Linked DNA regions of Mus musculus: all the other regions are linked to region 1. Evidence: chromatin contacts called from public Hi-C, HiChIP or PLAC-seq and promoter capture Hi-C data. All regions are on one chromosome and are shown on one strand. The core of a region is the stretch at or near the end of the contact, and the rest is flanking DNA. Distances in the headings are between cores, read along the strand shown.

Region 1 (5,224 bases), core at 1,238-3,737:
TCTGAAAGAGCAATATATGCTCATAACTGCTTTGCCACCTCTCCAGACTCTGCTCCCGATTCTTGAGGTAGCAGAGATGCCCACCTCTCAGGCCAGGCCTCGGATCATTGCATCTCCTGCTTGGAAGGAAGGTTTTGTTAAAGCCTTTCATCTCTCTAGTCTTCTGTTTTAGGCTAGTTAAGGTAGCACTGTGGGATACAGGAAAGTGCCCGGGTAGAGCTGGGTTCAATCAGTTGCATATCAGACAGAGGTACTTAAGTTCCTGTGGCTTAGCCTTCTCATCTATAATGAGGATGATAATAGCTACCCTGTGGGTGGGCAGAGTTATCTGTGAGATAACACAAGTGGCAACTGCTCTGAAAACTTTCGCTGCCTCCCTTTCTGGGGCCTCCCTTAGAGTGGGAGGATTTTGACATGACTTCATGCTCTTTCCTAAGGACAAAGAAAGATAATGGGTTCCTTGGAGACCTCAAGTGTGATTCAAAACATCCATTAGGGCATAGAGTTTACATATGAATACAAACTCTCTACAAGGCAATCTCTGAGACTAGGAGAGAGAGAGAGAGAGAGAGAGAGAGAGAGAGAGAGAGAGAGAGAGAGAGAGAGAGAGAGAAAGCTCTGACTTCACCCTTGTATTTTTGTCCTGTGGATCAGTCCCAGATTTTATCCTCCTACAAACTTGTGGACATTTTCCCTTTTCCCTCCTTTTTTTTTCTTTTTTAAAGATTTATTCATTATTATATCTGAGTAGTTGTCTTGAGACACACCAGAAGAGGGCATAAGATCTTATTACAGATGGTTGTGAGCCACCATCTGGTTGCTGGGATTTGAACTCAGGACCTTCAGAAGAGCAGTCAGTGCTCTTAACCGCTCAGCCATCTCTCCAGCCCCCCTCTCCCCCCCCCCCCGCTCTTACAGATTTCATTCCCATACAACTATTTCTGCAATGTTTCATTTAACCCCAAGCCATGGGCATTAATGTAGGTAGGTAAATACAGATGGTCCTAGCTCGTTAATTTTACCAGGTGCATAGGCTTTCATAGAATGCACAAACCCTAACTTTCCAGCCACTAGTTTATTTTGAGATAGGGTCTTTCTCTACACAGCCTTGGCTTCTGAAACTCACCATGTAGGTCAGGCTGGCCTTAACTTACAGATATTCAATATCTGCCTGCCTCTGCATCTCAAGTGCTGGGATCAAAGGCGTGTGCTAACATCCTCTACTACTTTTCATTCGATGAAATATTTGTTGTTGCTCTTCTGTTTTTTGTTTTTTTATTTTTCTTAGACAGCATCTCACTGTGTAGCCCTGGCTGTCCTGCAACTTGATCTGTACATCACCAGACTGGCCTCAAACTCAGAGATCGTCCGCCTCTGTCTCCTGAGTTCTGGGATTAAAGGTATGACCCACCACCTCCTGATCATATGATGAATTTTAATTAATTTCATGTGTATCAGTATTTTGCACGAACGTAAGCCTGTACACCACATACATGCCTGGTACCTGCAGTGTTCAGAAGAGAACATCAAATCTCCAGGGACTAGAGTGACAGGTGGTTATGTCACCCTGTGTGTGCTAGAACTCGAATCTGGGTCCTCTGGAAGAGCAGTCAGTGCTCTTAACTGATGAACTCTTTCTCCAGCCCGATGTTTTGTTTTTGTTGTTGTTGTTGTTTTTTTTTAAATCTTGTCACTACGATCAACCATGATGTTCTTCGCACAAATACCCTGATGAAATTTCTAAGGGGTGCTTCTCCAACGGATATTCCTCCAAACCCATACTTTGAACAGTTGAACAATGACAGACTACGTTCCCCCAGATTTTTATTTTCTTCCTCCGAATGCATTCATTCTGGGCTTTTACTTCTTAAAACTCCAGCGCTAGCGGGCGGGCGAGGGACGCCTCCAGCGGAGGAACTACTACTTACAGGCAGCTTTCCACTGAGCCTGAAAACAGACTGCTCTGCTGAGCCCCGCTTAAGGCGCAAAAGGCCGAGGAAGGAGGCCTGGAGGCTCGTGTCACTTGGAAAAGTTACTTCGCCCCTATTTGGGTCTCAGTTTCTGAGTAGTGTGAGTGGCTAAGATTAGGCTTAGTCGAGCCTGGTGTCCTCAAATGTCATATTGGCTAGCTGTTCCTGACTGTAGGATGTGCTGCATCCCGGCGAGCTCCACACTATTCCCTCCACCCTGCCAGAGAGGAGGAAGCTTTGCAAAGTTAGAGAGAAGAAAGCAGGCGCCACACTCCACCTTTCCCCAGGACCGGTCGTTTGCTACTCTTGCGCAGCTTTGGCGCGCTCCCGCTCTTTTGGCTCGGGAATCGATTATTCGTATCTGACCACCCCACCCCACCCCCACCCACCCGGACGCAGGACCTGAGGGCTCCTGCTCAGCCCATCGTTTGCTTCTGCCTGGTTCCGCCGTCCGGATGACGTCGAGGCGGGACTGTCATCCTCGGCTCGGCCAGCCGCTTGTTCCCCCTTGGCTTGCTTGCTGCCGCTTCCGCTTCCGGTAACAGCCCGAGGCTTTCTAGCCCAAGTGGCCATGGCGGGGAGCCGGCTGGAGACGGTGGGGAGCGTGTTCTCCCGGTGCGTGCTCCGAGTTGGGCGAGGGCAGAGTTCCTAGCGGGTCACGACCCTCCTGGCATATCCTTAGGGGATGCGGTTGCGGGTGTCCGAGCCAGGTGATGCCCTTGGCACGGAATCGGTGTGGTTTGTCTCTGTCCCCTTGGATTTCTGTCCTGTCAGATTGTGCTCGCCACCCCATTTCGGTGGAGACCTTCTACAGTAAAGAAGCTGAAGGGCCTGACTGGACAGGTCTTGCTTTTTCACTATGGAACGGTGGGTGGGACCCGTGCAAGAAGATGGAAGCTGTGTGTCGTGGCTCGCGCGCGTAGTCTCGGCACTTAGGAGGCGAGGCAGGAGGATTGCCACAAGACCGGGGCCAACCTGGCTTCGTAGCAAGGCTACTGGTGGACTTCTGTCAAAACAAAAAGCCTGCGTGGACACGCTGTAATCCTAGCTCTAGGGAAGTGCAGGGAGGCACTAAATTCAAGGTCATCCTTGGCCACACTCTTTAGTTTAAGTCTAGCCTAGGCTACATGAGAGCTAACCAACTGGACTTAACACTGTGGCCATGCTAGGTTGCTGTGTGTATTGGCCGTGCCTCCTTTAGGCGGGAGGCCCATTTCAGCTCACCCCTACCAGGCTGCTCTTTCCTTCGTTTAAGTTGATTCAGAGACTTTACAACCCTGTGGTAACCGACTGACCTTGGTTCTGTTCCCTTTCTAAGGACGAGGGATCTGATGCGGGCCGGGGTGTTGAAAGAGAAGCCACTGTGGTATGACATATATAAGGCCTTTCCACCCCTGAGAGAGCCTGTCTTCCGAAGGCCCCGCTTGCGATACGGCAAAGCCAAAGCTGACATCCAGGACATCTTTTACCAGGAGGATCAGATTCGAGCGTAAGTGTCTATCCCCTATAGTGAGCAGGGTGCCGCAGACCTTCAGAGAGGAAGGCTCATGTAGAAGTCTGCCAACCAGACCACCAGAAGAGGATATCAGATCGCATTACAGATGGTTGTGAGCCACCATGTGATTGCTGGGAATTGAACTCAGGATCTCTGGAAGAGCAGTCAGTGCTCTTAACCACTGAGCCATCTCTCCAGCCCAGAAACAGAAGTTCTAAGAAGTGGAATCTGGAGACTAAACTGACAAAGTTGCAGATAAAGTGTTTGTTAACTGGCCTCTGTTCTGTATGAGGTACTTGATCAGCCCTTGACAAACATCAGCTCATAGACTTTATTACTCTAACCCTGTCCGCGAAGGCAGGTATCATTGCCTCTGTGTTATTCAAGAGAACTATCAGGTTCAAGGAGGTTAACCACCATGGCCACCCCAGAGGGCGGTGGATCTGAGAATCACGTCTGGCTCCACACTTAAGCTGCTGCTATCACAGTAGCTTCTTTGGAAGCGGAAATAGGTGGAATATGGTCTGAGGATTTAATGTCTAACAGTTATTGAAGCCGCCCTGGAAAGGATGCTCAGAAGTTGAAAGCACTTACAGTAACCATGACTAGAAATCTGAAGGAAAGTGCTTTCTTTCTTTCTTTCTTTTTAAAAGATTTACTTATTATTATATATAAGTACACTGTAGCTGTCTCAGACACACAAGAAAGGAGCGTCAGGTCTCATTACAGATAGTTGTGAGCCACCATGTGGTTTCTGGGATTTGAACTCAGGACCTTCAGAAGAGCAATCAGTGCTCTTAACCGCTGAGCCATCTCTCCAGCCCTGCGTACTTTATTTCTTTAGCATCTATTTTTTTCCTTTTGTTCCTCTTGGGACAAGGTCATGATCTTCATGCCTCTGCCTCTGGAATCCTGGTGTTACAGGCTTGTATCGCCATGCCTGGCATATTAATGCACATTTATTGTAGAAAATTGAGAAGCAAGGGAAAGAATAAAGAGGAAAGAGCCAGGGCACCTACAGCCCTCTTCTGAGGTAGTGCCTTGAAGGTAGCTCCTGGGACCTAGCTGTTACTTTGAAAACATTGGCCCCGTAATCTTGTTTAACATTGTAAGACAAAATACTAGCATATTAGAGTTGTAAAGGTGAAGGAAGTGCTTTTTTTTTTTTGGTTTTGTTTGTTTGTTTTTCGAGACAGGGTTTCTCTGTGTAGCCTTGACTGTCTCCTGGAACTCACTCTGTAGACCAGGCTGACTTCGAACTCAGAAATCCACCTGCCTCTGCCTCCAGAGTGCTGGGATTAAAGGCGTGCGCCACCAAAGGAAGTGCTTTTTTTTTTTTTAAAGTATTTTGCTATCTTTAAAATTTATTTTTAATAACTTGTCTTTGTGTTGGTGCGTGTGAGTGCAGGCGCCCTCTGGAGGCTAGAGGTCTTGCAGTTTCTTTCCTTTCTTTTTTTTCTTTCCTTTTTTTTTCTTTCTTTCTTTCTTTCTTTTTTTTGGTTTTTCGAGACAGGGTTTCTCTGTATAGCCCTGGCTGTCCTGGAACTCACTCTGTAGACCAGGCTGGCCTCGAACTCAGAAATCCGCCTGCCTCTGCCTCCCAAGTGCTGGGATTAAAGGTGTGCACCACCACTGCCTGGTAAACTATGTGTTCTTTAATTTGCTTTCCACTTTTCTAAATAAAGTTGGAAAATGGGCTTTTTTTTTTTTAAAGATTATATAGCCCAGTTGTTTTTCTTTTTACTAGTAAAGAAGAGTT
Region 2 (5,224 bases), core at 1,350-3,849, 490 kb after region 1:
TAAGGGGCAAGCAATGAGAAAAGAAAACATTTCTAAAAATACAGAGGCTTGCTGGGAAAAAAACAGGGTTCCGGGGCCACAGAAGTTCGTAGAAAAAGTTCAGGAACTGTTCCTGTAACTGGGCTTAAACATCTCGTTCTAGACCACAGAATTCAAAGCAGCTACACGCAAAAGCTTCCCAGACATAACTGGGAGTTCCCCGGGCTCCTGTCCACTGATAATGCACACAAGCCTTCCCCTGGTCTCTCCTTCCCACCCGATTACTCATTTCCCCGGACTCCCTGAAAAGACACCCCTCTTCCCTCCCTCCCTCCCTCTCTGCCTCCCCCACCCTTTTTTCTCTCCCTTGCCCACCCTCCTCTCTGTACCAGGAGAAGCAGAAATGATGATTTAATGTGAAAATACAGTTGTGCAAACCCATCCTAAACTGCTATATTCTGCCCAACTGCATTGCATGATTGCTGGCTTGGTCTGGATTTTGCCATATTGCTCTCTCCGCCCTACTCAGCTGAGAGACAGGGCAAAGGAGAAACACTTTCTTATCGGGAACATCGGTAACCCTGAGTGCTCCCTGCAAAAGACAATCTTGGGACTCTGCTAGTTCACCTGGGAAATGAAATGGGGAGAGGGCGCAGCTCCAGCCCCTCAAACTCCCTCTTCCCAAACTCAACCTTACTGCTTCATGTTTATCTCAAACAGGAAGGCACTTTCTCCAAAAGCTGGAGAGAAATACTTAGGAGAAAGGAAAGATTAAATAAGCCCTAAAGGACACCAGACTTACTAGTTTTAACAGCAATACATTGTTACCAACTTGCCCTCCCAGGGTAATAAAGGAGAGCTTTGCATAGCAGATGACTGAAGGCAAATATTAAACGTCTGATCAACTTTAACTTCTCTCTATACCAACAGCAGGCTGGACCTGACCAAGTTCAGGTTGACAGCCAGTCCCCTGAGAGCCAGCACACCCAGTGGGAAAGATGACATCACTGAGCCCCAAGTTCTTATCTCCATGGTGATGGGGGGGGGGAACTATAGTAGACAGAAAAAACAATTCTGGTAAATGAAAAAACTTTCTTTGCATTATCTCTTACAATATTTTCAAATTCTGTTACTAGGGTTATGTGTAGATGGAGGTCAGAGAATGACTTTCTGGAATCGGCTCTCCGTCCACCTACATGTGGGTCCTGGAGTGGTGGGTGGCAAGTGCTTTTACCCACTGAGCCATCTTACCCTCTCCTCTTACAATGAAATGCTTTTTTAATAATGCAATGCTTTTTAATTTAAAAAATTACATTATGGTGTTTGGTGTGTGGTAACCGTCAAATCTCGCCTCTCTCCTCTCCTACTTTATCATAGCCACTTAAAGACAAGAAACTTTCCAGATCTCAAAACAGTCTGTGACTGCACAGCTGCAGGGAACGAAGTTGTCAAGAGGAAAAAAAAGGGCACGTACACACCTCAAAAATACATACATAGAACACCCAGGTTTATTTTTTGTTTGGAGTGAGAGACGACATATCAGTTCAAGTGGATTTCTGGGCCAGCAGCTGTACTGCACACGTCATAGGGGGGTGGGAAGAACGCAGGCCTTACCCTCAAGGACAGCTGAACTGAGGGCTTCCTCCAAAACCCTGCAACCCAGCGTCACCAGGACAACCAGGCAGGGTTGAGGGCACAGCCTGGGCAACTCCGATGACTGGATGACTCGTGTGGTACACGAGGGAAATGCAACAGAGGAAAAAGGAACCTGTATGGAGTCACTGCTCGACTAGAGGACTGGGCCCCTTTTCAGCATGAAGAAAAGAAAAGAAAAGAAGAGGGGAGGGGAGGGGAGGGGAGGGGAGGGGAGGGGAGGGGAGGGGAGGGGAGGGGAGGGGAGGGGAGGGGAGGGGAGGGGAGGGGAGGGGAGAGGAGAGGAGGGGAGGGGAGAGGAGGGGAGGGGAGGGAAGGAGGGGAGAGGAGAGGAGAGGAGAGGAGAGGAGAGGAGAGGAGAGGAGAGGAGAGGAGAGGAGAGGGAGAAAGAAAGAGAGAAAGAGAAAGAGAGAGAGAGAGAGAGAGAGAGAGAGAGAAAGAAAGAGAAAGAGAAAGAGAAAGAGAAAGAGAAAGAGAAAGAGAAAGAGAAAGAGAAAGAGAAAGAGAAAGAGAGAGAAAGAGAAAGAGAAAGAGAAAGAGAAAGAGAAAGAGAAAGAGAAAGAGAAAGAGAGAGAGAGATATCTTGGGCCATGCTGATCCGGGAACTCGAAGCAAGATGCTTCCCTGTAGAAAGCCTGGTCCTCTAACACACTTCGTTCCCCCTCAAGTGGCTATTTTTCTTGGTACTGAGTACCTTTAATTTTTATTCTCTTTTATTTTTACAAATACAGAGCCTGCAACAGTTCCTAACTGAAGGACCGCTAGCTGGGATGGAAACACAGGCCAGCTGAGACTGCACGGTAATGCTCCCTGCTTAGGCCACCGTTCCAAACTCGCATCTCTGGGATAGAAGGCCAGCCCAGCTGGGACAGGAGGAGAGTGCCACTAACTCTTCCACCAGGAGTCTGAAACAATCCGGGCCTAGATCCTTACAGACACACTACCAAGGGCCGCCTCAGAAAGGGCGCCGCCTCCTTGGCTCTTTTGACAACCTTCACGGGGCAGGCCCTCCCGCCCAAGCTCACTAACTTAGCTTGCTCAGGAGCAGAGTGCTTCTCTCTGTGGGGGCCTGCCTTCTCTGCCTGTGTTTTTCTATTTCTGCTTCAGGGGATCTGGAAGAGTCTCTCCTTTACCCCTTCCCTCCCTTCCTTCCTTTCCTTTGTATCTATTTGCGCATGCTCTTTAAGTGGCTTCAGGCTTGGCATTCATCTTAAACACACCTATAACGGATCAGGGACTTGAAACCTGTTTCTGGTTATGACGGACAACTCAAGCCCCCCCCCCCCACCCAAAGTGGGAGGCAGGGGAGTGGGGAGGAAAAGTTACAGACTTTTTAAAGGGTCTGTGACATAAACCCATTTCTGGGTACTACCCATAAAGGAAGCACTTCAGCCCCAGGGGCTGACAATCCAGACTGAACCCGGGTGGCCTCAGCTTATAAAAGTCCCAGCCACTCACTTGGGAAAGTTCACCGGAGGGGATTCCATCACTGCTGGAGAGGGCTTTCTACAAGCTTTGGTGAGTGTGAAAGGGAAGAGGAGAGGGAGGACGAAAGACCCTCCTCCCCCTCCTCCCGAAAAGCAAGCCCCACACAGTGCACACAGCTGCAGGAAGATTAAAAACATTTTATTGTTTAATGAGTAACAGAGGGTTGCTGGACATGGGCAATTTAAAAATCAAATGCCACTCCCGACACAGCCATTTGCAGTTAAAGGTGAAATGTGGTCCTTTTAAAGCAGAATTGTCCCCACCAGGAGGAGGACTGTGCACTGAGGGACCCAAATGCCCACCTAATTATTAAAGCTGTCAGCTGGCCACCCCAAGTAAGTCCCTTCCGTGGACAAAGTTCCCTGGAAGGAAAAGTCTCACCCCCACCCGGAGCGTAAGGAAGCTCCTGAGAGGAGTTGAGTAATGTCATCCAAGTAAAACAGTCAATTATAAAACATTCCAATAGATTCTCTAAGAACATCTACCTACGTGACAGAGATTTACACAAACCTGAAAGGCACGCGGCAATATTTCCCCTCTACCTCCTCCCTACACTTCCATCACAGGAGAGGGGGAGGAAGCAGGGAGCCGAGGAGACGCTGTCACACAAAATCAATTGTGAGACCCAGTTACTTATCCGACATCCCACAGTCCTGAGAGACAAGCTGGACGCACACAAGCACACCGGCATGAGCACACACGCACGCACACACTTCTTTATTGCCTCGGCAAGAATTATGGCTCAAGAGGCCGGCACTAATTTTAGTATCAGATTTATTATACAGCAGGGGGCAGGAATTCATCAGAACTGTCCCGTCTCCATATACCTTCCGGACTGCTCCTTGCAGTAAAAAAAAAAAAAAAAAAAAAAAAAAAGAGAAACATCCTGGTTTACTAATGTTGCCCACTCCTGCTGCTATAGACCACCAGCCTGCTTTCTGAGATGGTTCAAAGCCCTTCCTGGATGTTCCTGAGGGCTCGCTATGACGAAAGCACACGTCCCACTTTTTGGTTAAAATATATGTCTGACAGCCCAAGCAAAGACCAGGAAGCCCAAGGTGGTAAAACAAGGGTATCTCCTGGTGATCAGGAACTGCACCTGAGAGTCAACTCTTCCCCTCTCCTTGCTTTGATCTCAAGGGAAATACAGAAGCAAGGAGGTCAGCGAGGGGGCAAACTTTAAATGCTAATGCCCTGTTGATCTCCTCAACCTCCGTTCCTGTGCTCTAAATGGATGGAAACTGCATTTTCAGGTTGTTTAACTAAGGCTTTATTACCTCTCAGTTCAGATCAGAGAAACCTTTCTTCTTCTTCTTCTTCTTCTTCTTTTTTAATTTGGCCCTGCCTTTTCTCTGAGCTACCCTGGCTTTCTTGTTGCTGGCCCCCACGCCCCCTCCGACCCCTTTTTTTTTCCAAAAGGCCTGGTAGGGAGGGACCAAGTGCTGCCTTTTGACCTAGCCACCTCTCTTGTGTAAAAGCAGTGTATGTTCCTCTGGAGCAACAGCCAACTGCAGCAAGGCTGTGGTGCACTGTGTTAAAAAAAAAAAAACAAAACCTCTGAAAGCATTCTTTGAGCCCCCCTCCCCACCAAGCCTGTCACCAAGGCTGATGACCTAGGTTGGATACCTGGGCCACACAGGTGAGAAAGAACCAACTCCACGAAGTTTGTCCCTGACCTCCACACGGCATGCTATGCCATTCAAGCCCCTCCCCCAAGCACACATCCTAGACAGGCGAAATAATAAAGTGTTTAAAATACGTAAAAATATAAAGTAAGAAGGACTGTGCCAAGGTCCAGCTGAGGGGTTACATTCAATCCCGAGACAGGAGCATGTCTTCCTTGAGTATCATCACCCCTGGTCTCACGCAGGCAAGGACCAAGTGCTGGTGTTGGCTTTTGACCGGACCACTTCTCTCGTGTAAAGGCAGTATGTGTTCCTCTGGAGCAAGGGTCACATGGGGCAAGGGACACAAGGAGTCCAAATGGCCTCACACCTTCAACACCCCCTACTCTCCAGCCAAACAAACCACCACCCTCATCCGACTCACAATGCACCTCGGAGCCACCTCCTGGTCTACGCTCTCCACAGCCAGCCATCCTTGC
Region 3 (5,224 bases), core at 830-3,329, 390 kb after region 1:
ACTGCTACCCTGAATATGAAGGGGAAACGGGAAACATGTAGCTGTATGAAGAAGGGGAAAGGGAAGAGTCATGCCAGCGGGTACCAGAAGCCTGGAGAGACGCCGCTGGGATGCCACCCAAAGATCAGACTTCTTTTCTTTTTTGTGATTTTTTATTTTTATTTAATATGTATTGGTGTTTTGCCTGCATGTATGTCAGGGTGAGGTTGCCAGGTTCCCCTGGAGCCAGAGTTACAAACAGGTGTGAGCTGCCACGTGGATGCTAGATTTGAACTTGGGTCCTCTGATATAACAGCCAAAGCCCTTAATGGATGAGCTATTTTTCCTACACCAAAGATCAAACTTCTATACTGTGAGAGAATGCATTTCTGTTGTTTAAACTACCTATATAGTCTGTACACACACACACACACACACACACACACACACACACACACACACACACACCTACCTGTATGCCCTATAACAAAGGTCTACTCAGGAAAGGTCTGGGGTACTCCTTCCTCATGCTCATATTTTCTGGGTAATAACAGACCCAGAATCTGCCTGGACGCTTTCCACCAATACTCCCATTTGTGTGACCATCTAAAGGAAAGCAGGGTGCCATCTCCAAAGGAAAACGGGGTAAACCCACAGACAGCATCTATCAAAGGTGCCCGATGGCAGGGTGGTACAGGAAGGGCAGAACCAAGGACGATAAGGAAGGCGACCCAGGCTCTGAGTAGGGAGGTCAGATCCTGGAGAAGGCACATGAGAAAGAAGGGCCAGCGTCTGCAACTGGGAAGACTGCTACCACACACGAGAAAGGTTCTTGTGCTCAAAGGAAAGCCTTTGGGGGGGGGGCTTTTCCAAGCATAGAGCTCTCTGTGGGCCTGGTCTGGTCTCTGCCCTTCCCACAAGGTACCTTAGAAGGGCCTCATGCTGTTCAACAACAGGTCTCAGCCTCTCTTTCCAGCTCAGGACACTGGGCACGCAGTGCCAATGTGGAGTCAGAGCCCCTCCCCCTCCGTTCACAGAAGTCTCTGGCCCTTCATTTGTGATGTTGACTAATTTTTCCCCCTGAGGGTACCGTAAGAAACAAGTCTGACTCCTGGCCCTTCTAATTTTAAAACTTAAGATGCAAAAATGACAAGGTAGTTTCTGCTGATTCTGCTATCTTACGGAACAGGCTAGCTACCTTCCCAGTAACTCCAATCTTAGGACCATACTCAAGAGTCTAGAGCACCCTTCCAGCCAAAAACTTTCACACACGTATTGGTGGAGGCCACAAAGCAAAGGCCCAAATGTTGGCCAATGGACGAGTGAACAAAAGGACAGCATGGCATTTGGCAGGAAGAAGAACAGAGCAGTGACAGGGGAGGCCCACAAGAGCCCTGAATCCTCATACTAAGTAAAGGACAGTCGTTGTCACAGACCACAAACGTGAGACTGCATGCATGAGCGTCTGTAACGGGGATCTTGAGAGGGACATAAGGCAGACTGGGGAAAGGGAAGTCAGAAAAGCCAGTGGTGGCAAAAGAGAGTTCAGGATTTCACTCTGAAAATTCTGTGACGTTGATTGTGGAGGTAGGTGGTGGGTAGGCACATTTTTCTGTGAATATACTTTAAACTGCTGAGTTGTTAACAGGTTAGAATCAACCCAAGCACCCAAGGAAGTGCTCTGCGTGCTCCCCAACCACCCAAGGAAGTGCTCTCTCTGTGCTCCCTTCTGTTTTGTCCTCATTTAGTGCCTCAAGTCACACCCACAGTTCCGCACCCAGAGGGGAAAGTCTAAGTAACAATATTTTATGTTGCCTATTTCAGAAGTTAATTTAACTTCAGGGGGAACTAATTACAAAAACAACCACCAACGTTTCTGTGCTCTCTCTCCCTTCCTGTCTAGAAAGACCTGCCAGAAAGCGCTAGGGTTCAAGCTACAGTTTGGCATTCTGTCTAAATAGCTTTAAAATTGGAAGGGGGGAAAAATAGCCTTCATCTATATGGGGTTGGGATATAATTTACACACAATTATACAACACGGTCAGGTTACAACATTACCTCTGATTAAAACAACAGTAGCTCAGTAACAAGAGGAAGCGACCTCATAACGCAGTGACGGGATGCTTTCCTGGGCTGTCGCCACCCCACCCTCACTCCCAGAAACCCTCTGCAAGGCTCCCTCCCAGACTCAATTTAAAAAATACTACTTCCTCTTACCCCCGGGGGAAAGCGGCAGCTGCAGGGGTGACCTGTCCACAGATCATATCAGAGAGTAATATCCTAGACAGTGGCATTGAATCAGACTGGGCTGCGGGCCGTAACAGAAAAGGCAGGGAGATGAGTATTGCTTTGAAGAAGCACAGGAAATTAAAGAGCGTGATCCACACATCAACCGATGCTGAGCGAGGAGGCTGGCTGCTCCTCATCCCTACCACAGGCATCCAAGCTGCTTAGTACCCACAGACAGCTGCTCCATCCTCGGGAACTCCCCCGCCCCCATACTCCCAACACTGTTCCATGAGTCGGACTCACTGGGATGAAAGCACCTGAACTTCCTCCTGTGTTCCAACAATGACCAATACATTTCTGTAATTAAAACCCATCGTCTTTGGAACTGTGCCTTTAGACTACATCAGACAAGGGCTACACCCTTTACTGTGGTGAGCCAGTGAGGAAGCTGCAAGAGGCCCCTCCTGAGAGACCCGGCCAGGCAGCCAAAGGCAGTTCTTCATAAGCCACTGGGAAGAGTGGGAGAAAAGAAGTCAGACAAGATGGCAGACTGCTATAAACCCCTCCTAGAACCTGAGCTCATGGATCCCTCTGTGCCCATCCAAAGAGAAATCCTTCTAACTATATCCAGCGTGGTAGCATAGACCTAGAGTGATTTTGCAACCGTAAGAACAAGTTTAAACTATCATAGGTCAGTCTACCCATGCCTGCCTTTCTAGCACACCTCTGTATAGTATATAACAAGAATGAATGAAGTTCCCTAATAACTCTGAAGTTCACTTTCCCTTCTATCAAATGGGTGTAAGACCCTAGCCTAAAAAATATAAGTGGAGACTACCTGCTATTGTGAAATTACAACTGAGCATGCACACACATGGGGGAGGGGCAGAGAAAGAAATTGATTGATGATTAACTGCCTTTTTTTTTGCTTCCTCTAACAATAAAGTTAAGAGAAAATCCACCTCCTGACTGAGCCTGCATATATAAACAGCCTCCCTGAGATCTAGCTCCCCCATCGCCTCTTTGCTCTGATCTCTCGGTGTCTATCTTGGTGTTCAACCTGGATAATGTCGGAAGCTCTCCTTGCTGAAATCTAGACCATACGCAGGTATCAGGATGTACTAATAACACCGTAAGCTCAAAGAATCCCTTTCTCTCTCCCAAACACTATGTAGATACCACCAGGGTGGTAGATGGTTTCCCACATGGAAATTAAGTTTCAAACCGCCTCACAATCCAAAGTGCATGCCTGCTCTTTGGCCCAGCTCTGTGGTGGGTCTCCTCGTCCTCCACAGCGACCTTCAAGAAACACCAACAATGGGCTGAGAAGCTGTGCCGGAAAAATTCACATCACTCCCACTGCAAGAATTACAGACTCTCAGATACACAACTACAACAAGCCTTGCTTCAGTAGATGCCACTGGGCCTGGGAAAGACAGCCCAAGTGAGGAATTCCAGACCCTTCCCTCTGGTAATCTGGGAGTTATCTATAAGAACAACAACCTGGCCTGGTCCTCTGGAGACAGAATAAAAACTTTGCTGCTTGGCAGGTTCTAAAAACCCCTGCACCCCATCCCCCAAGCCCTCCAGTTGATTTCATGAAAAGAACAAATGGCGGCCTTAACCCTTAGCCCTGATTACCGTCATTACCATATTTTAGGTGTACGTGGCAATCAGCTCCTGATGAGCCCTGCTTTACCTAATCCACTGCACTGATAGAGCCTTGCATTGGTGATCCTGTCCTGCAGATGCTCGGCCCTGACTGCCACCTTAGTTCCAGAGGGCCATGCCCAACCCCACCCTCAACAGTTCTTTACACATTCCCAAAAGGCTAGAATGTGCAGCCAGGTTTCGGCAAAAGGCTACTTCGGGTAACCTCGGGGAAGAAAAGGGAAGTGGGATGGACAACGACGGACAGCCGGGCTCTTTTCTACCATTGCCCTATCAGGATACAAAGGAAAAAAGATAAACAGATGAGCAGAGAGGCCATCCATCAGGAACCCACTGTCGCAGTGCAACCTTTTTCCTAGCTTAAGAGACAATAATCTCGGGGGCTGGAGAGATGGCTCAGCGGTTAAGAGTACCAACTGCTCTTCCGGAGGTCCTGAGTTCAAATCCCAGCAACCACATGGTGGCTCACAACCACCCATAGTGATATCTGATGCCCCCTTCTGGTGTGTCTGAAGACATCTACAGTGTACTTACATATAATAATAAATAAATCTTTAAAAAAAGAGAGAGAGAATATGTCTGGGAACTGCTGCAAAAACCACAGAAGACATGTTAAAGCGCTTGCTCAGTCCATAGAACACTCTTCAGAGATGTGTACTGATCCCAGTGGAGTGAAAACACAGACAAGAAGGTTTGGAAGGAAGGAAGGAAGGAAGGAAGGAAGGGAGGGAGGGAGGGAGGGAGGGAGGGAGGGAGGGAGGGAGGGAGGGAGGGAGGGAGGGAGGGAGGGAAAGATCATTTCTAGTAGTAAGCCTTCTCTGTCAAGTGTGTTCTGAGGATCAAGCGCTGTGTTAGGCTTGGCAGAGGAGATGCTCACAGCAAGTAAAGAGGCTGGGCTTAAGAACACAGGATTGATCGTGGCCTGAAGGATGAAGGTCAGCCAGGAATACCCAGGAGAAAAGGGCCTCCAAGGCAGAAGCTCCAATATCCTCAGTGGCGATCGAGCATGAGCTATTGGTGGCCGCTAGTCTGGTAGTGTGCAGAGTCTAACTGGGCAGGTGAGACAGGAAGGCTCTTGCAGGCCGTGCCAGAGAAACAGAACCTCCATGGGGCTTAAACAGGGGAGGGGGCTCTTCAATCCTGTTGTTAAGGAGAAAAACACATCTATTCCAGGCGGAAAGATAGGCCGAGTCGTTCCAATGCTAGCAAGAAGGTTTGGACAAAAGGACAGGGTGTGAACCAGGGAGGAGATACCTGGATACTAGGACTACTAACTAAATTGCAAAAGGGGGGTCAGCTTTTATGCCCCAAGACCTCTTCCTGCCTCTGCTGCTATCCTGTTCTA
Region 4 (5,224 bases), core at 757-3,256, 350 kb before region 1:
TATTCAACCTCCCCTTGACACATGGCCTGGAAGGTTCCATGAAGAAAAGCTTAACTTTACTATCATTATTAGTGGTGGTGATGGTGTGTGTGGACGCACGTGCCACAAAGTGTGGAGGTCAGAGGACAACTCTGTGAAGTCAGTTTTCTTGTTCCAAGGATAAAGCTCAGGTTATCATGTTTCATGACAGAGGCCTTCACCCACTGAGCCATTTCTACAGCTCTTGATCGATTTGGTTGGTTTGTTTTTCTTTTGTTTTGTTTAAAATGAGGTCTTAAATTGAAATCCTTCCATGTATGCCCCCAGTGCTGACAATCCAAACACAAACCACCTCTCCTGGCTGTTCTCATCTTAAACAAAATCTCGAAGTGACTTCCTTTCTAATCTCCATGGTTTCAGTGTCTAGAAATCATCCCTTAATTGGAAATTGTATGTTCTTAAGGATGTGGGTGGGAGACAGTAAGTTGGTGGCAGGTTTGAGGCCACAAAAGCCAGACCAGGTTGGAATCTGTTTTTCCCACGTCAGCACTCATTAATACACCCCATACTTAATTCCTGGCCCTTGGTAACTTCATCCTTTAAATAGGAATAAAGTACCTCTTGGAGAGGTTTTTGGGAGGGTTACAGGCAATACAAATGAAAAATGAGTAGGTGCTATTTGTGGTGAGTTCTTAGTGCACACAATGAATAGTTAGGTGCTCATGATTTCTCTGCTCTATAATCGGATGGCCATGAAATGTCCCAGGCCAGGCAACAATTGCTTATTCGGATGAATAAGTAGCAACCGTCAAATACTAATTGTCAATATTGATATTGCCAAACTGCCGGAATTAAACTTATACCATCTTTCCTTGGATGTGCCAGTGAACCATGACTTCTGAATGTCACTCTGGTGGTTTTTCAGGGGCTGGCTCGGAGTCTTAACTGGTTAATAATCCAGAACCAACATGCCCCAGGGAAAACACCCTTTCCTTCCTTTCTGCTGGCTTCCTTGTTTTTTATTTCTCTGGCTCAGTGCATACCAACAAAACTACTAATATACCTGCCCCACAGGTTTTTTTTCTTCCAGGAATGTTTTCTTTCTTTTTTTCTTTTTCTTTCTTTCTCTTCTTCTTCTTCTTCTTCTTCTTCTTCTTCTTCTTCTTCTTCTTCTTCTTCTTCTTCTTCTTCTTCTTCTTCTTCTTCTTCTCCTCCTCCTCCTCCTCCTCCTCCTCCTCCTCCTCCTCCTCCTCCTCCTCCTCCTCCTCCTCCTCCTCCTTCTTCTTTCTCTTTTCTTTTCCTGTCTTTTCTTTTCTTTTTCCTGAGACAGGGTTTCTCTGTATAGCCCTGGCTGTCCTGGAACTCACTCTGTAGACCAGGCTGGCCTCGAACTCAGCAATCTGCCTGCCTCTGCCTCTCAAGTGCTGGGATTAAAGGCGTGCGCTACCACTGCCCGGCTGTTTTTTAATTTTTGTTTGCATGTCCTTTTAGTCATATCCACCAACTGTTTAGGCCTGAGTTTTCTCTCCTTAAATTTTTTTAAATTTATTTTATGCATAATGGTGAACATGTTTGTGCAACACATGTGTACTGTAAGGCGGCAAGGTGTCTGACCCTTTGGAACTGGAGTAGAGACAGGTGTGAGTGGCCATCTGGGCCTGCTAGTTCCTCTGAAAGTCCAGTCACTAACCTCTTAACCACTAAGCCATTTCTCCACGCCCCCTAGGCCGAAGTTTTCAAATGTTCAGTGGAAGGCAGTGTTTGATCAGAAAGTAAGGACTCAGGTCACCTGGTTCTGGCCACCATCACCATTTTTGCACCTAAACAAAGTAGCTGATGGCGGTTTTCTCTTTTGTGCAGTGCACCAACTTTCACCTTGGGTGGAGGTGAGCTTTACTCACACAGGACAGCTGAGGGTCCCGCTGCCAGGCTAGGGACTGGCTCCCGCAGACGTGGAGAGCTGCGCGCGCAGCGCCTCCCTTGCCTAAGAAGCCAGCGTCTCCGTTGCCAGGGGAACGAGGCACCACGCTTTCCGGCGCGGTCGCAGCGCGAAGCAGCTGTCATGGCGGAAGCGGTCTGGAGCACTGACACCGGCGAGGCCGTGTATCGCTCCCGGGACCCCGTGCGCAACCTGCGCCTCCGGTAGTCACTCGACCCCAGTTTCAGGGCCCCCTAACTTTATGCTCCGAGGCCCCCTAACTTTATTCCACCCTAAGCTTTTAGATGCTCAGAGGCCCCTACTTCCGCTTACAATCCCAACTACTTCCTCTGCCATCTCTGCGCGCGTCTTGTTATCAGGATCTTTTTCCACTGAAAGCTTCCAAGTACACCTTTCAGATTCACCCTGCCCAAGTCCCTTCAAGTTCTCGCCACTTTCAAACCCCTCGGGTCCCTGTGCTGATTTATCCAGCAGACGCCCCTACCCACCTCTTCTTTGCAGCAGCCTTGACTTCTCTGCCTCTGTGATTTCTTTCCCCGATTCATGCTCTGTATATCTCCTTGCTGTGTGTCTCTGACACGCGTATTTGGGGCTTCTCTTCTCTTGACAGAGTTCATCTGCAAAGAATCACATCAAGCAACTTCCTTCATTACCAGCCTGCTGCCCAGATGGGGAAGGACCTCATAGACTTGGCCACTTTTAGGCCTCCGCAAGCTGCTAGTGGGTGTTTGTGATGACGCTACATTCATTTGAGACTAAGGCAGGGGTGCGGGGCAGTAGAGGTACAGAGGAGGAACGGAAGGCTCAGAGAGGTTGAGTTTATTGCCCAGTGTCACCTAGCCGAGGAATATAGAAGCATTTGAATGAACCTGGGCAATCATCTTTTTAATTTTTTATTATTTATTTATTTTTTTACATTGTAATTTACTTTTGTGTGTGTGTGCACGCCCATGCCACAGTGCGAGAGTGAAGTTCAGGGGATAACTTTTGCGAACCAGTTCAGTTATCTCTTCACCAGATGAATCCTGGGGCTTGAGCCATCTTACCCGAGTTGTGACTTGGGGGATGGGGAAAGGACTTCTAAGAGAAATATGTTCCAAACTCCAAATGTATGTATAAATACACTTAAAAAACAATTTTAAAACAGGAGTTTGCACGAAAATATGATTTTTTCCTCTTGCCTTGAAAGCCAAAAGAAAGGACAGGACCGTCGTGTTTGGCCAATAATTTTTCATGCTTTTGTCATTGTTCTTTCTACTCAGAAATATTCTTAGGCAAAAAGGGTAGCCTGGCAGATCACAAATCATGCATCTTGTGTTTCTGGATGATTCGGTGGTGGTTTCAGAAAAACATCAGGGTCCTTATCTAGCAAATTCAGCCAGGATTGAGGAAGGGCTGGCCCTTCAGCCTCTAGCTAAACTCTAGTGCCTTATACGGGACTAGAGAATGTTTCTTGGAAGGCAGAGCTACCTTTTATTCAAATTAGAGTAATGATTAGGACACCTCAGGCCCTAATCTTGCTTCTAGTATTAACCAAAGTATGTCCACCACCTGCATTCTATGTTTAGAGTGAGCGCTTAGTGAGTCACTAAATTCCAGTGGGGTTTGCGGTCAATGTGAGTAGGGACTTTGAAGGCAGACCTGGTGGTATACACGTGTAATGTCAGCGTTTTTCTGCCGAGGCAGGAGGATCTGGAATGTGAGGTCAGACCGGGCTGCAGAATGAGACACTTCCAAACAACAATAGCAAAAAATTTTAAAACCCAAATGAGACAAGAATAGGAACACTGGTTGTAATCAACCAGAGAGGAAGAAATGTTGCTGGTCTGACTCACTCTGTTGTGTTTGGAGGTGGACACCGCCCTGACGAAGAAGAGGAGGAAGAGGTTGTAATTGGATGGCAGGAAAAGCTCTTTAGCCAGGTGAGCCAGCATTTCTTGTCTTCAGTCTACCTCCACCTACCTGACTCCCACCGGGCCAGTGACTCATACCGTCAAACTCATCTCCAGGAAAGGTTGTGGTGGCTTATACTTATGTTTATGTTATGTTTATGTGGCTATTGTAATATAACGGCTGCCATGTTCAGTTTAGCGTTCTAGGTAAGGCACTCCCCATCTCCGGGCTCTATAACATCTCTAGCAACAAGGTTGGATTAGAACATCAGCTTGGATCCTTTTAACTCGAATATTCTTAGATTTTTTTCCCCCTGCCCTTCATTTTTTGAACAAAGTGACAGTCGGTTTTCAAAACGTGTCAGCTAGCGCTAGAAGTGATTTGGTTCAGTAGCTGCAGGAACCGAAGTTTGAGGTAGTCCCAGCTGATCTGTTTCTTTGTGGTGACCTCAGTTTGAAGTCGACCTGTACCAAAATGAATCCGCGTGCCAGAGCCCACTGGATCATCAGTACCGCCAAGAGATCTTGAAACTGGAGAATTCTGGCGGCAGGAAAAACCGGCGAATCTTCACTTACACTGACTCGGATAGATACACCGACTTGGAAGAGGTATCATTCCTTCTGGGCCCTCATTGCTTTCTTGTTTGTCTCCCCTGGTTTTCTAGCCTCGCTGGCTCTAGGTTGTAAGTGGAAAGCCCAGTAAATGGGGCGATATAGAACATAGATGGTTCTAGAAGCTGCTGGAAGCTGCTGGCAGCCAGGCTGCAGTGGGCAGATGCAGGTGATGTCCTTCTGCCTGTCAGAGGGCCCATGGGACCTGATAGCATAGGAATTGATGACATAGATGGGCAGGGTCTAGAACAATCCATTTACAATTCAGTCAAAGTCAGGAGTTTATAGGCAAGAAGAGGAACATGATTAGGCTGTGGGGATACCTGTGTCTTAGCCTGTGTCCCTGAGCCCTTGTGGGCTTGTTTTACATTCTCTTCCATTACTCTATGTCTTCTCAGGAAGAGATAATATATTCCTTGAAGGCGGGACTGTATTTTCTGATTTTTGTATCTATGAGCTCTGCTGGGAGCCGGTGTTAGTGGGTGCTTTGGACTGCTTTCTTCAGGAAAGCTATGAGACAGCAGCATATACATTTGAGACTGTTTTGGAAAAGCATATAAAAATACAGTTCATTCTAGCTCACCCAAGTGAGAACTTTCTCAAGAAAACTGGTGTCCTGTTTGGCACTTTTGACCACCAAGTGAGCATCAACATTTACCAGACAAACTTACCCAACATGTGTTCAGAGAAGGCAGGTTGATGTTACTGTTAGCATAAACAACTTGTCTCTAGACCCCTAAGGAAACCCAAGACACAGTAGGAGTCTTCCTTGGACTGCGCCATCTCTCCCCTCCCCCAGCAC
Region 5 (5,224 bases), core at 1,325-3,824, 310 kb after region 1:
TCAAAATGTGAGCCAGGCAGGGAGAGGACAGAATGATGACCTTAAACACTAGCAAACAGTGTTATACTGAAATTTCCTGGGTGTCCCACCCCACCCCACTCGACTTTGGGCTATCCTGTTCATAGGCAAGGGCTATCCTGTTCATAGGCAAGGGCTATCCTGGTTCATAGGCAAGGGCTATCCTGTTCATAGGCAAGGGCTATCCTGTTCATTCATAGGCAAGGGCTATCCTGGTTCATAGACAAGCCTGCAGGAGAGTTACAGCTTCCCAGCCTGATGGCGAATGGGCTGGTGCTGGCAGGAGGGAGGCAGCTGCCTAGTACTCCTGACTTCGAGGCTGTCATGCTTTGTCCTCATGGAGCAGCTGGGGAATCGGGTCACCTGAGTGCTTCCATTTGCAGCTAGACACCTGGGCTGGCCACTGCCAGGCTCTCTGACCAAACAGCTGACAGAGCACATTAGCTCACCTTCTCTGCTTGTCAGAACATTTACGTTCTGAAAGGTGGTGGCCATGGCGCTGGGCAGAGAAAATGCAGTTGTCATATCAGCCTGTTCATCAGCCTCACGGAAGGTGTGACAAGCCGGGAGAGCAGGGAACCTAAGTGGAGGGAGAAGAGATCTGGGCTGCTGGTGGGACACAGAGTCACGCTAAACATGAGGCAAGAACACAGTAGCCCCGGAGGCATCACACAGCCACAGATGGTTCTGCTGGCTCTGTAGAGCAGGCAGCCTGCAAGGGTGGGGTGGGGTGGGTGTGGGGGGCAGTCTGGGTATCCAGCAGGTGAGTGACAGGCCAGGTCTCCCTGCACTTCTGCTCCAGTTAACTACCTGTATTATGCTAAAACGACACAAAGGACAATAATTAAGCCCAGATCTCTGTGGATCATTCGCTGTGATAATTCCACCTTTGTAATTCAGCTGCAGATAAACCCCTTTTGTTCTGCCTTATAACACAGATTCTAGTATCATTCAAGTATATTAACTGTAGCCTATTACTGTCACAAAAAATGCTCCCTGAGCCATAGCAAAAGACTCCCCAGACAAAACTTTATGTCATGTTAATCCAAGCTTTAATAACTATGAGGATATATAACTGTATTCTAATTGTGCTCTGCGTTCCTGCATACAAAAACAGAAGATATCAAAAATGACAGCCACAGATTTCTTCAAATAAAAAAAGCATTAATTCCCCACTCTGGGTGCTGGGATGCAGGGGTGACAGGATCCAAGTTTACACGAGGGAGAAGACAGAGGTGGCTTTCTGGAGATAGGGAGACCTTGAGGCTAGCGTGGGGCAGAGAAACCGAGGTTACCAAAGCTGAAGGCTAAACTGTGTAAGACAGGGAAGCTGGCGGGGAGACTTGGGTGGGGAAGACCATGAGAGCAATGATGACAGTCACAGTAGGGCAAAGAGTCAAGTAGACACTGCAGTGAGGAGAGTTTACGATGCTAATTTAGTATGTCATTCCTGCATGCCATCTGAAGAGAGACCATCAGACCCAACCCGTGTGTGCATCCAGTAAGGAACATCCTCTACGCTCTCTCCAGACTCACCCCGACCATGTGATGTACGAACCGTGACCGACTGCAACCCTGAGATGTTCTACCTGACGGACCATGCAACTCTCCTCTTCTGTACCTGGCTCCATTTCGGTCCCTTTAACTGGCTCTCATTCCTTCCTAGTGGGCCACCATTTCCGTTTTTATTTGATCAGCTGTTTATTGAATGTCTCCCTCCACTAGAATTTACCTCTCTTAAAAGACCAGCAGTGGTTTCTATTCAACTCACTCATTTCTCCCTGGTGCCTCAGCAGAGAACCTGGCATACAGCAAGGGCTAAGGGGTTGTTAAATGACAAAATGGCACTGTCACAATCTGGCTGTGTGGCTGAGGACAAGTTTCTTTACCTCACCGAGCTTCAGTCTCCTCACTGAGGAGGCAAACACCCATTCTCCAGTGTGGAGAGGAAACAACCTGAAAGAACAGATGGCGAAGGGCACGGAAGGGGCTGGTACAGGAGCAGTGCTCAAAGAGGCTGACAGGTAGAAGAGAACAAAAATGCCCATCAGGGCTGATGCTTGCTGCCCATCAGGAATAGGGCAGAGCAATCACTGCTCAGACCAAAGATGGGACGTGTCTCATCACCCAGACATTTCCATCTAGAACCTCCATCCCTCTCTACTCCTGGTCCACAGTCTCTCCCTGGTGCCAGGAAGACATCAAACCACTAGGCACTGTGTGGGGTATGCTCCTCCACAGACTTGTGCATGCGAGTCCAGGCTCACCAACTTCATTTAGAGAATATTATAAACCTCTGGCCTTAGAGTTGCCTTCTCTATAAAAGCAGGACATTGGATATTAACAAGTGCCTCTTACAGCAGGAGGCTCACACTATAGCAAAAAGGAATATACTCTGACAAGAACTATTCCCTTCTGTTATGAGGGCACTATGAACCTTCATTTCCTCATCTATGAAGGGTATTACCATAACCCTCAGTGCCTTATTGCAAAGGGTGGTCATGAAGACGAAAGTGCTGGTGAATTCAGGCTTGCTGCCCATCAGGGAGTGACTAGAGGTATATATTCCCAGGGGCCAAGAGCACTCTGGCAGACTCATGGGCCTGGGCCCAAGTGTAAGCTCCCGGGCTCATGCAAACAGCCCATTTTCTTTAAAAGACCAATTTTAAAAGAGATGAAAACTTTTGTAACTCCACGGGCTTCACTTTAATGCCACCTGCAAAGGGCGTGAAAACACTCCCAAGGGTGAAACAGTTTGGACAGCTGAAGAGGTTTCAGAAATGACAACGGGCAGATGAGAAAACCACATTCCTTCCTGCCAGAGCTTCAGTCAGTTCCAGACTGTGGCCTCAGATCCTGAATAACTGTTCTGGTTGCAAGGACTCAGAGGACAAGGAAACAGGAGTCTTGACATGTTCTGCTGGCACCCATCTGCCCAGTCCTGCACTGGCCAAGCTCCGTCCATTGGCAAATGCTCCTCCTCACTGGGCTCGCCACGTCCGCCTCTTTATTGATATTTTCATTGCACTTACTAGCAGAGGGTAAAGGAATCAGGGTGGCAAGTGAGGGCAGAGGAGTCATTCATTCATAGTTTCCTTTTTGTTTCCTACACACCAACCACATGACCAGATCATATTAACTCTATAACCATACACGAGACAAACAGAAGGCCCTAGAATAATGCAGTCATTCCTGCACCTTCCTCACAGGTGCAAATGGCCACCCCACCCTCAAATCCTAAAACTTTTTGCAGGCAGAGGAGGAGAGGAAGACAGTAATTTATCAGGACTCCAAAGTACCAGATGGTACTTCAAGCCCTCTGGTTGGCACTTAGAATTTGGGGGCATAGCTGGGACAAGAATCAGAACTTGAAATCTGGGATGGGGGGCATAGCTAGGACGAGTCTGGCACTTAGAATTTGGGGGGGGGGACAAGAGCTAAAACAAGAGTCTGGGCTTTTCTGGAGTTCTCCTGAAACCAAAAGAGGGGCTTCACTTCTCCACCCTTCTGTCCTAGCTATCGCATTAGAATTGAGTTTTGCTCCCTAAACTGGAAAACTGATGAGAAGTAGAAGGTGAACAAAAAATATCCAAAACAGAGATGAAGAACCCAGCGGATTCCCCCATCCACGGATGGGGCTGAGATACATACAGTATACACTCAGGGCATCACTCAGCTGCTGCAAGCTTTGTAACACCTCTCCGAACGATTTCCCTTCGTGCCTGTCCAACACTGGTATCCAAACCCTTAGGTATCTGTTTGAGGATCCTGAGTATTGATCAGGTCAAGTACTATAAGGTTCTCACTTCTTGATTTCTTGACCTTAAAGGGCCCAGGAGGGGTCACCCTAAACCACAACGCCATCATGAAGATGACCATGGGGAGGGATAACACGGATTAATTTATACCACGGTGCCTTCCACTTGCCCATCACCTCCAGAGCGCATGCAGAATTTCTCTGACATTCTTCACTAGCTTTCCATGGGGATTAGAGGCCCTGACGATGGGATGGAGCCTCGCTCTACTGAGAAATGCTGGGGAGAATTACAAATGAAGGATTTAAGCAACTCCGAACATTATATATCAGAACAACTATCTTTTCTCATCTGTGTTATTGTGAGCAAACCTGGGGGACGGGGAGGCGGGGAGGGGAGGGGAGGAGACGGGGAGGGAGGAAAAACCTTTCATCACAACTGATTCAGGTGGTATCAAGAGCAAATTACAATACTAATACAGCACTCCAGGAGAGAAAAGTTTTAAAAGAGAAAATTGGTGACTTTCAGAGCATGGTTCTTCTTTGTCCAGCACCGAGGCTCATCACAGAGAGAGGGGAAGGGGGCAAGGCTGTCAGGCCAGAGACGCTGAACAGGGACAAAGAGGGAACTGGTGCCATATGTCACCAGAGGCATAGCAAAAGCAACCACTGCTCTGATGCTGGCTTGCCGTCTGCTGTGGCCTTTAGTGGCTCACAAGTTGGAAGGGAGAACTGGCAGCTGTTGGTGTCTGCTTCCGTACATATACATCTCCATAATAGCATGGACCCCAAACCAGTGCTATCTGACTCTTGTTCCTCCCAAGGTACACCCCCTCACCCCTGAAGGATACTGAGACCCTCTGGCTACTAGAGTCTGCATTAAGACTTGTCACATCAACATTTCAGTGTGCTCTAGGATCAGCCACAAACCCTGGTCCCTAGGCTGACTGTTTCTGTGGTCCAAGTGTTTTCCTAGCTGCTTGATGCCACCTTAGCTGCACTGGAAGCTCCCAGTGATGCAGGGCTACTGACGTGCTGTACTGTGGCTATGGAGAGACCACATCCTAGGACCTCATGGTACCAGAGAATTAACTCTCCTACATGAAACTTTGTCTAAACATGCACTCTAATGAGCCTAAACCAGCTCTCAGAATAGAAAAAGAAAACAGAAGAGGGGGATTAAGGGCCCTACATGGGAGGAGCATAGATCAGAAGACTCCTCTAAGGTCCCAGAATTCCTTCAGCCTAGTGCGACTACAAGCTATGAGCACCACAGTCCACAAGGGGCAGTGTGGCACCTCCCATCTACCCCTCCCCAGGAGCTCTGGCCAGGTGCTCAGAGGATACTGCCAACTTGCACACTGGCTCCAAAGAGTCTGAGCCCTTCTTAGTGACCGGCTCCAAGGACTAAGCTGCTGCCTTTGGCTAAAGGACAGGGGCGGTGGAGGCAGA

Evidence for each region. Promoter capture Hi-C pulls out the DNA fragments that hold promoters and counts their contacts. Hi-C and Micro-C count contacts between places; a contact is called where the count stands out from the background. HiChIP or PLAC-seq counts read pairs in DNA pulled down with a chosen protein or histone mark.
Region 2: a contact with region 1 is called in a promoter capture Hi-C map of cranial neural crest. The contact joins the enhancer-like site here to the promoter of Mrps23 in region 1. A contact is called at or near these places in 4 of 39 promoter capture datasets (cranial neural crest, embryonic stem cells, maxillary cranial neural crest and 1 more), 3 of 115 datasets of contacts at active chromatin or transcription factors (embryonic basal ganglia, embryonic forebrain and embryonic midbrain) and 1 of 9 other capture datasets (embryonic stem cells).
Region 3: an H3K27ac HiChIP or PLAC-seq map of large pre-B cells shows a contact between it and region 1, with 2.8 times the contacts expected there. The contact joins the enhancer-like site here to the promoter of Mrps23 in region 1. A contact is called at or near these places in 1 of 39 promoter capture datasets (hippocampal neurons) and 3 of 115 datasets of contacts at active chromatin or transcription factors (astrocytes, differentiating embryonic stem cells and large pre-B cells).
Region 4: a contact with region 1 is called in a Hi-C map of embryonic stem cells, with 5 times the contacts expected there. The contact joins the promoter of Mks1 here to the promoter of Mrps23 in region 1. A contact is called at or near these places in 3 of 39 promoter capture datasets (liver and neural stem cells), 6 of 484 Hi-C or Micro-C datasets (CD4 T cells, CD8 T cells, ECoMG myeloid progenitors and 2 more), 2 of 115 datasets of contacts at active chromatin or transcription factors (embryonic stem cells and large pre-B cells) and 2 of 9 other capture datasets (embryonic stem cells and pancreatic islet).
Region 5: a contact with region 1 is called in an H3K4me3 HiChIP or PLAC-seq map of the 230-238 cell line, with 4 times the contacts expected there. The contact joins the enhancer-like site here to the promoter of Mrps23 in region 1. A contact is called at or near these places in 2 of 115 datasets of contacts at active chromatin or transcription factors (the 230-238 cell line and large pre-B cells) and 1 of 9 other capture datasets (pancreatic islet).

The regions. Positions count from the first base shown.
Region 1 is chr11:88,201,901-88,207,124 of GRCm38.p6, forward strand. It overlaps Mrps23 (mitochondrial ribosomal protein S23), which reads left to right and starts at 2,488. Exons shown (of 5, transcript NM_024174.6): 1 at 2,488-2,585; 2 at 3,289-3,459. The coding sequence starts at 2,542.
Region 2 is chr11:88,690,967-88,696,190 of GRCm38.p6, forward strand. All of the region lies in intron 5 of Msi2 (musashi RNA-binding protein 2), which reads right to left. Among named protein-coding and RNA genes, the nearest start is that of Msi2, 25 kb to the right of the region's middle. Within about 2 kb of position 2,600, at least 71 of the 459 cell types and tissues checked have an H3K27ac peak or open chromatin away from gene starts, as enhancers often do. A contact at or near this core is called in neural stem cells, where this site is marked.
Region 3 is chr11:88,597,287-88,602,510 of GRCm38.p6, forward strand. The region is part of intron 5 of Msi2 (musashi RNA-binding protein 2); the gene reads right to left. Among named protein-coding and RNA genes, the nearest start is that of 0610039H22Rik, 19 kb to the right of the region's middle. Within about 2 kb of position 2,080, at least 134 of the 459 cell types and tissues checked have an H3K27ac peak or open chromatin away from gene starts, as enhancers often do.
Region 4 is chr11:87,851,209-87,856,432 of GRCm38.p6, forward strand. It overlaps Mks1 (MKS transition zone complex subunit 1), which reads left to right and starts at 2,007. Exons shown (of 18, transcript NM_001039684.3): 1 at 2,007-2,121; 2 at 2,529-2,638; 3 at 3,770-3,840; 4 at 4,264-4,419. The coding sequence starts at 2,042.
Region 5 is chr11:88,507,682-88,512,905 of GRCm38.p6, forward strand. The region is part of intron 6 of Msi2 (musashi RNA-binding protein 2); the gene reads right to left. Among named protein-coding and RNA genes, the nearest start is that of 0610039H22Rik, 110 kb to the right of the region's middle. Within about 2 kb of position 2,575, at least 16 of the 459 cell types and tissues checked have an H3K27ac peak or open chromatin away from gene starts, as enhancers often do. A contact at or near this core is called in the 230-238 cell line, where this site is marked.